Regions from separate parts of the Mus musculus genome. Here region 1 is linked to region 2. The links are chromatin contacts, called in public promoter capture Hi-C maps. All regions are on one chromosome and are shown on one strand. Each heading gives the region's core, a stretch centred on a gene start, on an enhancer-like site or on the middle of the called end of the contact. The rest is flanking DNA. Distances are from core to core; before and after follow the strand shown.

What was found. Promoter capture Hi-C pulls out the DNA fragments that hold promoters and counts their contacts.
Region 1: a promoter capture Hi-C map of neural stem cells shows a contact between it and region 2. The contact joins the promoter of Slc13a3 here to the enhancer-like site in region 2. A contact is called at or near these places in 2 of 39 promoter capture datasets (frontonasal cranial neural crest and neural stem cells), 1 of 484 Hi-C or Micro-C datasets (embryonic stem cells) and 1 of 9 other capture datasets (adipose tissue).

Annotation. Positions count from the first base shown.
Region 1 is chr2:165,470,394-165,475,266 of GRCm38.p6, forward strand. Slc13a3 (solute carrier family 13 (sodium-dependent dicarboxylate transporter), member 3) reads right to left here and starts at 2,804. Exons shown (of 13, transcript NM_054055.2): 1 at 2,658-2,804. The coding sequence starts at 2,768.
Region 2 is chr2:165,309,249-165,313,877 of GRCm38.p6, forward strand. It overlaps Elmo2 (engulfment and cell motility 2), which reads right to left. Exons shown (of 21, transcript NM_080287.2): 6 at 2,375-2,556; 7 at 927-1,026. Among named protein-coding and RNA genes, the nearest start is that of Elmo2, 15 kb to the right of the region's middle. Within about 2 kb of position 2,538, at least 24 of the 459 cell types and tissues checked have an H3K27ac peak or open chromatin away from gene starts, as enhancers often do. A contact at or near this core is called in adipose tissue and neural stem cells, where this site is marked.

The sequences.
Region 1 (4,873 bases), core at 1,554-4,053, 160 kb after region 2:
TCCTTGTGGAACCAGAGGAGAGGAAGCTACTCAGCCAGCAGACGGGCTGGTATTAACTCAAAAGCAGCCACACCCACCAGCTATGCTGGCCACCGATACACTCCCACCTCCAGAGATGGCCTTTGGTGGGAAACACAGCAGCTCTTAACTTCTGTCCAGAGTTGCTGGCAACCCCTGGGGTCATGGAAAAAGATGCCCTGGGGGGTGGGGAATTCTAGGCCTGGGCTTGGCATGTTCTTTCCCTCCTGCCTCGCACCTTGACTCACAGCATGTGCTAGGAGCCTCTCTGTCCCCAACCCCAGCTTTCCACAGTGGGCCAGCGCCTTCTGGACCAGTGACCCATGAACATCAGAATGTGTGGCCTGGGTGGATCACAGAGATAGAAAGCCAGCGCTGAGCTGGCGTGACCCCCATTTCTCCATAACATACCAAATGGAAGATGCCCTGGTCTTCTAAGTTTCTTCCCTCATCTGGTACCTGCCAGTCCCAAGGATCTCCAGGCCATGCTTGTCCAATGCCACCTGCTTGGTGGCCTGGACATGCCTCGGGCTCAGAGACTTCCAAGCAGTCTCTGATGAGGGAAGTTGGGTAAACACTACAGACACTCCAAGCTGCCATCAGCTTTTTGAGATTGGCCCTGCAGGCTTAGGGAGGCCATGTCTACACTGCCTGCTAGCTATGAACCCGGAGTTGCCTTCTGTGGAATCACATTTCACAACCAAGAGGAGGACACGCCAGCTCTTACCAGCCAGGAGCTTGAGGAAAACTACGTAAACCACTCTGAATGCAGAGATGTCAAGCCTCCTCACCCAACGGATCCACCTGCTTCCCAAGGCCAGGTCCTGGCAGTGACATCTCAGGCTCGCATATGCAGTTCTCACCCAGGGAGCCACAAACAAATGAGTGGTCCTTTCCTGATAATGAAGAGGGCGCCAGCCCAGTGCACGCAGCCCCACCGAGCATGTGTGATCCTCTGACCCTGCCGTACAGTGTCATCTACACATGCCTGAGAATCTCACCACTGACTTACCCCAAAAGTAAGATTCAAAAGTCTCAAGATGCATTAAGTTTGAGGATTGTGCTGAGCCACACCCGCTGCTATCCCTGGGCTGCGTTGGGCAGGTTACCCGGCCTCCTAGGCCTTTACTTCCTCACGTGTCAAGTAGGAAGGCAAACACAGGCACCTCCCTGGCTGAGCAGACTGCCGAAGATACTGCTGCAGAGCCTGGCCGGAGGCCTTTCCTTATCAGGCAGGCCACAATCCCTGACATCTACTCAGCTAACACAGGTTAAGGTGGCTGTGGCTGCCCCATCCAGTTAGACCCAAGGTGGGACTGTCCCTGTCTTGGCACGACCTCACCCGAAACCCATGCTGGTGGGTCTGCTTTTGTGATTTTTGCCTCTGGGGTAGAGCACACAGCAACCATGGTCCCTGCAGGCATAAGGTTCCTATGCATCCACCGTCCCTATCCAGACATCTGTTGGCCACAAGACTGATGTCCTGGCTTGACCTTCCACCTTTTCCTGAGCCGATCACTCTAGCCTCAACCGACCGCAACACTGATTCCCAAAAGTAAAGAGACGGTCATCTCATTTTAAAGCCAAGGAAAGTGAAACCTGGACAAGGAAGGGAGCCGGGGAGCCCCCAGGCCAGTTGCTCGCTCGTCCAGGGCCCCATTGGCCTTGGCAAGAGTGACCTACTCCTTCTGAGGTCATTTATTTGCTCTCTTCAATGTCAACAGAGTCTGACGGGCTAGATAGCTGAGAACTAAAGGACTTGCTGTGCACGGCCAGCCTGGGGTCACCGTTCCTTGTCAGGCACGCAGGAGCCCTTCTGCAGCAGGCTGCTCCCTGGGGCTCTGCTGCCTGTCACATATTAAAGGACACCATCACCTCTCCTTTATTTTGTGACCATCGGCTAGCTCACTCAGCACTGTTGTGATGTGGCCAAGTACCTTCTGGAAGAAGCCACTTAATGTGATGGGCCTCGTGCCCTTCAGGAAGTCCTGATGGGCTGGACACAGGTGCTGGTCCCTAGGAACTCACTCCAGCCTTCTCTCTAAGAGAACTGGACTCTGGGAACAGCAAAGGCCCTGGGCTCTCAGATGTGGGCACTCAGGGATTTCCCATTGGGAGTCACCCATGAGAGTGTCCCCTGCTGTCTCTAAGCCTTAGTTGACCCAGCTTGAGTGGGGAGGGGAGGTGTTCTGAAGGGAATTTTTTCAGGGGTGACACAGGACAGGTGACACCTCTCCTAGGAAGCACTCAGGAAGGTGTAGTTCTCCAGTCATTGAGCAACTGCTACAGAGCAAAAGCAGTTAGCACCCATTTAAGACACCGACATAGACTGATTCCTTTATCTTCACCGTGAGCCTATGATGCGTTATCATATTCCCTCTTTCTGGGTAGGGGGTACGCAAACCAAAGTTCAGAGAGGTTAAGTGACTGGCGACAGGTCACACAGTTGTTCTTCGGAAAGACTGTGAAGGGCTATATACCCCAGTAGCACCAAGCAAGCCGTCAGAGCTCAAACTTTAGAAGAGTGGGAGGACCGAGAGAGGCAGACCAGGGAGAGGCAAGGAAGGGAGAAGGGGAGCGGGTGCTCCTAGGGGTAGGCAGGCTCAAGGCGGGAGGGTCTCGACCCGGGACCACCGTACCTTGGGCGGCAGGGCGAAGAGAATGGGCAGCAGAGCCAGCGGCACCAGCAGCAGCACCAGGAGGCGCCGCGCGCTCCACACCTTCTTGGCCAGCGCCGCCAGCGCCGCCATCCGCGCGATCGCTGGAGACCAGGCGGCCCGACTGCCCCTCAGCGGCCGCCGGCAGGGACCTAAAGCCCCAAGGGACGGGGAGGAGCCATGCGGAACCGCCCCGGGCCGCGCCTCCTTGGTCTGGACAAGGAGCAGGGAAGGGGCCCCAGAGCACCCCACCCGCCCCCGCGCCCCACTCTGGACTCACGTGGGAAATGGGGCAAAGCCCAGGTGGGACTAAAGGCCTCAGCACCGTCATCCCACTGTCCAACCCTGTAGGGACAGACCAAGCTACTGAGACCTCTAGTGACCGTGGTTGCAGCCTCTTCCAGACTTGGAGGTTGGTGGGGGGGTTTAAGTGAGATAGTGCTTCGTGCAAAGGGCCGGGTCACCTGTGGGTAGGAGCTTTCCCTTCTCAGTGACAGATGCCACAACCTGCTTGATATTGTGTGTGTTGGGACAGGCTCTTATTTAGCCCAAGCTGGCCTGCATCTCCCTATGCTGCTGAGGACAACCTTGAACTCCCATCCTCCTGCCACTACTTTCTGAGGGTTGGCATTATGGACGTGTGCCAACGCCCCTGGTTTCATACGGGCAGCTGCTAAGTCAGCTTAAGATCCAACCTCCACTATTTTAAGAAAATAGGGACTCTTTGGTCTTACTCTGCACTATTCACATTCCCGCTAGCAGCTCATGGGGGCCCAGCTTCTCCACATCCTCCGTGGACTGCTGAGCAGTGATGGATCAGCCGGACTCTTCTGTTTCCCAGAGATGCCTGGAAGGAACACACGGCCTTGGCCATGCAAAGCAGAAGGCACAAGGCCTGACTCTGCTTTCCGCCCTGAGTGGGTCCTCCACCCTCCTTGGGATTGCGACATGTTTCCCCACTGGCTACTGTCAATGGGACCTTGTCCTGGCTCCTGGGGCCTGAGTGGTTTCTGTGGAGAAAGGGACTTGTTGGAAAGTTTCTTGGTTTTTGTCGTTTGGAGGAGGGGGCAGGGGGGGGTTGGTTCAGAACATTGCATACACACAGCTTATAATCTATGGGCACTGCCATCTTACCAGGTCCTGTAAAATATGAGAGCCTCATTGATCCCTGTGTCCCTTTTGCTTATCATTCTTAACATTGCTGCTGCTCTGCAAACATTTGGAATCATGGCCATGCTGTGGGCATGCTTAGTCTCAACTTCAGGCTTAGAAAACCCAAGGTCTTGTTAACATGGCTGACTTCAGTCCAGCCACAGCGATGTAATACCCTCTCAAACTAGATGGAATGTGACAACCAACGAGGTCTTCCAACAACGCGTGCCCACACTCTCACATGCCTGTACACACACACACACACACACACACACACACACACACGTCATACACACACATGGAGATAGAAAGTACAGAAGAGGGGCTGGTGAGATGGCTCAGCAGGTGAAGGCACCTCCAGGCCTGGTGACCTGAGTTTGGTCCCTGGGACCCACCATAGAAGAAGAACAAAGATTCCTGTAAATTGTCCTCTGACCACCACACACAAGTATGCATTCTCTCTCTCTCTCTCCCTCTCTCTCTCTCTCCCTCTCTCTCTCCCTCTCTCTCATAATAAAATAAAAGCTACACAAGAAAGAGAGGGGAAAAGGGAAGGGGGCAGAGAGAAAGGGAGGGACCACTGTGCTAACGTCTCCCACAGTTCCACTAACAAACTCCCATGGTTTTTATCACGGTTTCCTGATGGCAGTGTCCATCTTAACCCTGGCTGTTTGGGAAGATCTCTGTGTCATGGCCTTGGTTGGGTTTGGCTCAGGGTTTCTAAGCATCCCCATCTTCTGCCAGCTGTGACATGGTCCCAACAAATGCTTCCTTCGTCCCAAGCTTTCTCCTGTGTCTCTAACCATCAGTAACACTTATGTTAGATCGCTTGGCATTAGCGTGTAAATTTTAGATTCTTCCACATTTTTCTGCCTTTTCCCTCTGTGTGTCCTGGTCTGAGAACCCTTAATAACCTGCTTTGGTTTGCCTACCTTGGTCTTCACTATATCTCCTTGCTGCAGGGCTCCATCCTCATTCATGAGGTCATGCCTTTGACCCTAGCGTCTTCTCCATTGGCTTGTTACAGTTTCAAGTCTCCGAGGAAT
Region 2 (4,629 bases), core at 1,288-3,787:
ACTCAACTGTGTTTCTTCAAAATGTAAGAATGTAATAAATTAATCCTTATCAAATAAGGGGTCAGCATGCAGTGGGCCTACTGATTCTTGTATCTTATTTTATCTTCACCAGACCTGGAGAATCCCGTAGACCCACCCCTCTTCTCAAGTCCTGTTGTAATCCCCCACACACAGCCACCTCACTTTTGCCCGAATGCTTCTAGCAGGAGCGTTCTCAGTGAGAAGCGCTGGTCAGTAGACAGCAGGGTAGTCACTGGTTTCCATTCAGCCTGCTGAGCTGAGACTGCCTCTTCTGAGAGCAGGGAGAAGGGCCCTTCTACCCCTCCATTTAATCTGATAAACCAAGCAAGCTACTTGGCAGATTTGTACAGAGGAAGCACATATGCAAACGAGACGCAGTTGTCTCTCAGAGGGCTGAGGAAGCAGGTCACTCAGGGCTGACGAGGAGCTGCTCTGTGCCAGCCTCGCTGACAACCAGTTCTGCTCTGAGCCCCACTCTTGGTGCAGGTCTCCAGAGAAGGCAAATTGTGAATTGAGATATTTTTTTCCTGGACAAGTGACAAGGACCTCTCTTGAGACCAGGCTGTGGACACTGAGTCACACCTCCCGTGAAGGTGGCCAGGAGGCAACAAAGAAGCCACCATGAGGATGTTCAGAGGCCAAGGAAAGCGAACTCATCTTTAATCTGGTGACATTTCCAACATAATAAGATGGGTTTATCAGGTAAGAACTACTGACAACCAGAGAGCATCTGCATAAACCTTTCAGGAGTCCTGGGAAGATCGCCGCTCGAGGATGCACACCCAGCCCCGGGGAACGCAAAGGCCATTCCTGCCAGAGACTCCAGACTGCAGCGTCTACTCTCCCCTTATGCCCAGAGAGCTGCGAGGGAGAGGAGGGGACGAACTGAATGTTGGATGCCTCACCTGCTTAATAAAGGTGACTGAAACCATGTCCCAGGAGACAATGCCATGATCCATGAGCTCTAAGAAGGCAGTCAGGGTGAATGCCAGCATCTCACTGTAGCTGAGACATGTGCGACACACACAAAATACAGAGATTCAGAGCCAGGGAGCGCAAGAGGGACAGAGCTCAGTAAACACCCATGGGAATCTTTGGAGGCGGCAGTCAGTGCCTGAAGCACACCAAGCGCGGTGCAGAGTGGACACAGCCCAGGTCCTTACACTAGAAAGCCGGAGGGCTGCAGGCTCCTAGCTGCTCTTCTCCGTCTTGCTTCTTTCCTGGCTTAGTCAGTTATCTATCTCCCAAAAACAAAGGCCTTTGTCAAACTGAAGCTTGCAGGGGGACCAAAGAGAGCATACATCTCCCATTAGCCTTTAGGCCAAGAGGCCCCAGGGCGAGGGAGCCGTCCAGGTGTGGTTTCCGTCTGAGCAGTTGCTCATTTTATCTTCTCCAACTCTAGCTTCCTGCTCTGGAAAATCGAGTTAGTCTCACAGCATTAGTCTCACAGGGCTGTGGGGAGGGCAGACTGAAGAGGTCTGCAGTGCCCTTACAATAACGTGGCGCAGGGATTAAACGGCTGCCTTTTGTTTCTCCTTACAGGTTTAATCATTCATGCAGGGGCACGGTGCTCTACAGTTAACAAGCCAGGCCCCCTTTGCCGGAGGTAATGACGCTGCTCACCGAACTCTGAGCTGAGCGTTATCCCCATTTCAGAGCGGAGGAGACTAAGGCTGGTCTGTTGCTGCCAAAACTCTCCCAATGGCAGCAGCTGGAAGATCCGAGACTTTAAAGCAAATACCCGGGATTAGCTGCCTGGCTTGGCTGACAGCTTCAGCTCACCCATCGCCTGTGAGATCTTTGACTGCCTGCCTGCAGCTTAGGCTCTACAGGCTTAGGTAGAGACCTGGGCATCTGTCACTCACTGCTCATCACAGATAAGGCTCAGCTTCCCACCACAACCACCTGAAGGGCCGTGGAGGTGCTGAGGAGTGGTGCCAAGGCCTGGCTCCTCCTTGACAGTGTGGGGCAGGGAGATGGCAAATGGGAGAGACCTGTGGCATTCAGAGGGAGGCATGCACATCGGGTGAGGCATGCACATTTAGTGACACAGCATCACTAAAGAGCACCACGAACAGTTCCCATCTCTTCCCTGACCCTCATCAGGCCAAGCATTTCCTATAACTTGCCAGGTCTGCTGTGCAGCACTGCCGTCCTTGCTGACGGCAAGGCTCTACTTTCAGTACTCGCCTAGCACAGCACTGGGTCACAGAGTCCCCTGGACTCTGAGATGCAGGCCCCCCACAGGGACGAGACCTCTCTGGATGTGGACATGAGCGTCCGTGAGTGCAGGGGTAAACCGTGGGAGTGAGAACAGGAGCCCTGCTGGTCACGGGCCGCTGGTGATACTCACTGGGACAGGAGCTTGGTCCCACTCTCCACGAGCCTCGTCAGCACAATGATGCCGTCCATGTTAATGAACTCCGTGGCGAAAGTCACGTCAGCTGAGAGCTTAGCCAACTCCTTCATGGCATCCAGCCGGGTCTCCATACTAGATGACTGGGTCCTTTCCATCAGCTGGCGTGCAGCCCGGGACTGTGAAGCCAGGGACAAAAGAGATGCCATCTGCTCCTGCACAGGTTACTACTGTGGGCAGTTGGGGTTTCACATGGCTTAGGAACTGCTAAATAAATGTTTATGGACCAGGAAGAGAGTTTCCAACATGCCGAGACTGATCTGTATCTTTTCTGTATTTCTCTAGCCTATGACTCTATTTTAAAAATTATGTTTAGTGTGTGTGTGTGTGCATACGTGTGCATGCTATACCCTGAGTGAGAAGGTCAGAGCATCAGTTAATCTGACAGAGTTGGTTCTCTCCTTCTACCATATGGGTCCAGGGGATAAAACTCAAGCCATCAGGCGTGGGGACAAGTGTCTTAACCCACCGAGCCATCTTGTTCTACAGATTTTTCTTTTTAATTCCTATCAAGAACATAAAGAAAGGGCATCTCCTAACTGCGAGTCCTCAGAAGCAGATCCGCCTTACTTTGGGGAGCATTACCTGTCAGTGACGGAGTTCCCACTGAAGAGCTGAGACCCCCTACCCCCAAGCAACTGAGGGGAACGTGACAGCATCTGCCAGAAGCTGAGGACCTTGCACTAGAACTTAACCTGATGGCCCCGAAGGACCCTTTTAATTCTAAAGTGTGATAAGCCTGACAAACCTTTGCTGTTCTTGATCACCCTTCCCCAAAGCACAGTGGGCAATCAGGAAGCAATGAAGGAGTGGGAGGCCGAGCTTATGAACAGCTTCCTGGATGTGATGGCTGCTGAGGACGGATGCTCCCTAGTGTGGGCCCTTCCCCAGCAGGGTGCCTGCCTCCAGCAGCCTAGCACAGGTGCCTGTCCACTGTCACTCCCTGTGCAAAGCTTACTACCACACAGTCAGACTCCAGTTCACTGCACACAGTCAGACTCCAGTTCACTGTTTCGTCATGCCCCTGCTCTGAACGGGACATTCTCTCTGGAGAGATGCAGGAGAAGCAGAGTGCCGCGGGCCTCCCTGTCTGCTCAGGGTCAGGAAGTGACCAGAGGCCAGGGAGTGCGGCTGGCTCCCCCTCCCTTGCCTAACTGTTACAGAGAGGCCCATACCTGCCCAGGGCTCTCAGCGAGACACAGATCCTCCTAATCCCACAGTGGAGGAAGGGTGTGCCTGAGAAAAGGTCGTCAATGAGACAATCTGCAAGCACTGGTTTGCATGGAGCTTAGAAACTTCCAGGCCAAATGTCAGTCTCCCTCCAGAGACAGCCTTTCCAGCTGCTGTCCCCTGCTCCACTTTATACTGAGGTCTGCCCTTCCTCAGACTGTCACGTGAAGTCAGCAGAGCCTGGCTCACGTTTGTGGGGACATGGGGAGGTTGAGGTCTTTGCTCCGAGAAGCTCCTTCAGGGGAGAAGGAAGATGAACAAGCTGCTAAGTGAACTGGCTGAGGCTCACAGGCCCGAGTCTGAACCTGGCTTGGCTACTTTTTCAGTTTCGCAGGTGGCAAGATATTCATCCTTAGTCCTTGGTCTCCTTGTGTCCCTCTCGGTTGAACTGATGCAGTCAGGAAGAGTCAGCAAAACACAAGGCAAGTGCTGGCTGGCACTCCGCTACACATCCCCTCTCCAGATAAGTGGGTCCTTCCTCAACAATAAAACATGGCCTTAATTTCCCACAAGTGTGACAAAGGCTGAGCCCGGGTGACCGTGCCTGTCTCAAGCCTGCTCCTTGCCCTGATACGGACCGAACCCTTACCCCTTCCCTGAACTTTCACCCTCTCCCATCTGAGCTCATGCATGGGACACATGAAAAACTGCAGGAGAAACAAAGGGCCTCAGGCTGGAGGGTAGGACACAAGGACCAGAGAGCCTTCCACTTCACTGCCAAATGTCACGAGACTTGAAACGCATTAAACATGCTGCGCCTATGTTTCAGACAAACGTCTTTTGGCTCCCACATCTCCCACGTGCCTGTCCCCCCTCCCTCCCTTGGAGACTGAGCTCCCAAGACAGTAGCAGACCTAAGCGTCTCCACTGTGCCCTCAACTTTCAGAGACTGCTCTCTGGCTGCTGGCTTGCTGTGGGAGGTGGGGCTGAGGCACCTTGGTGGTCTGTACCGATAATCTTCG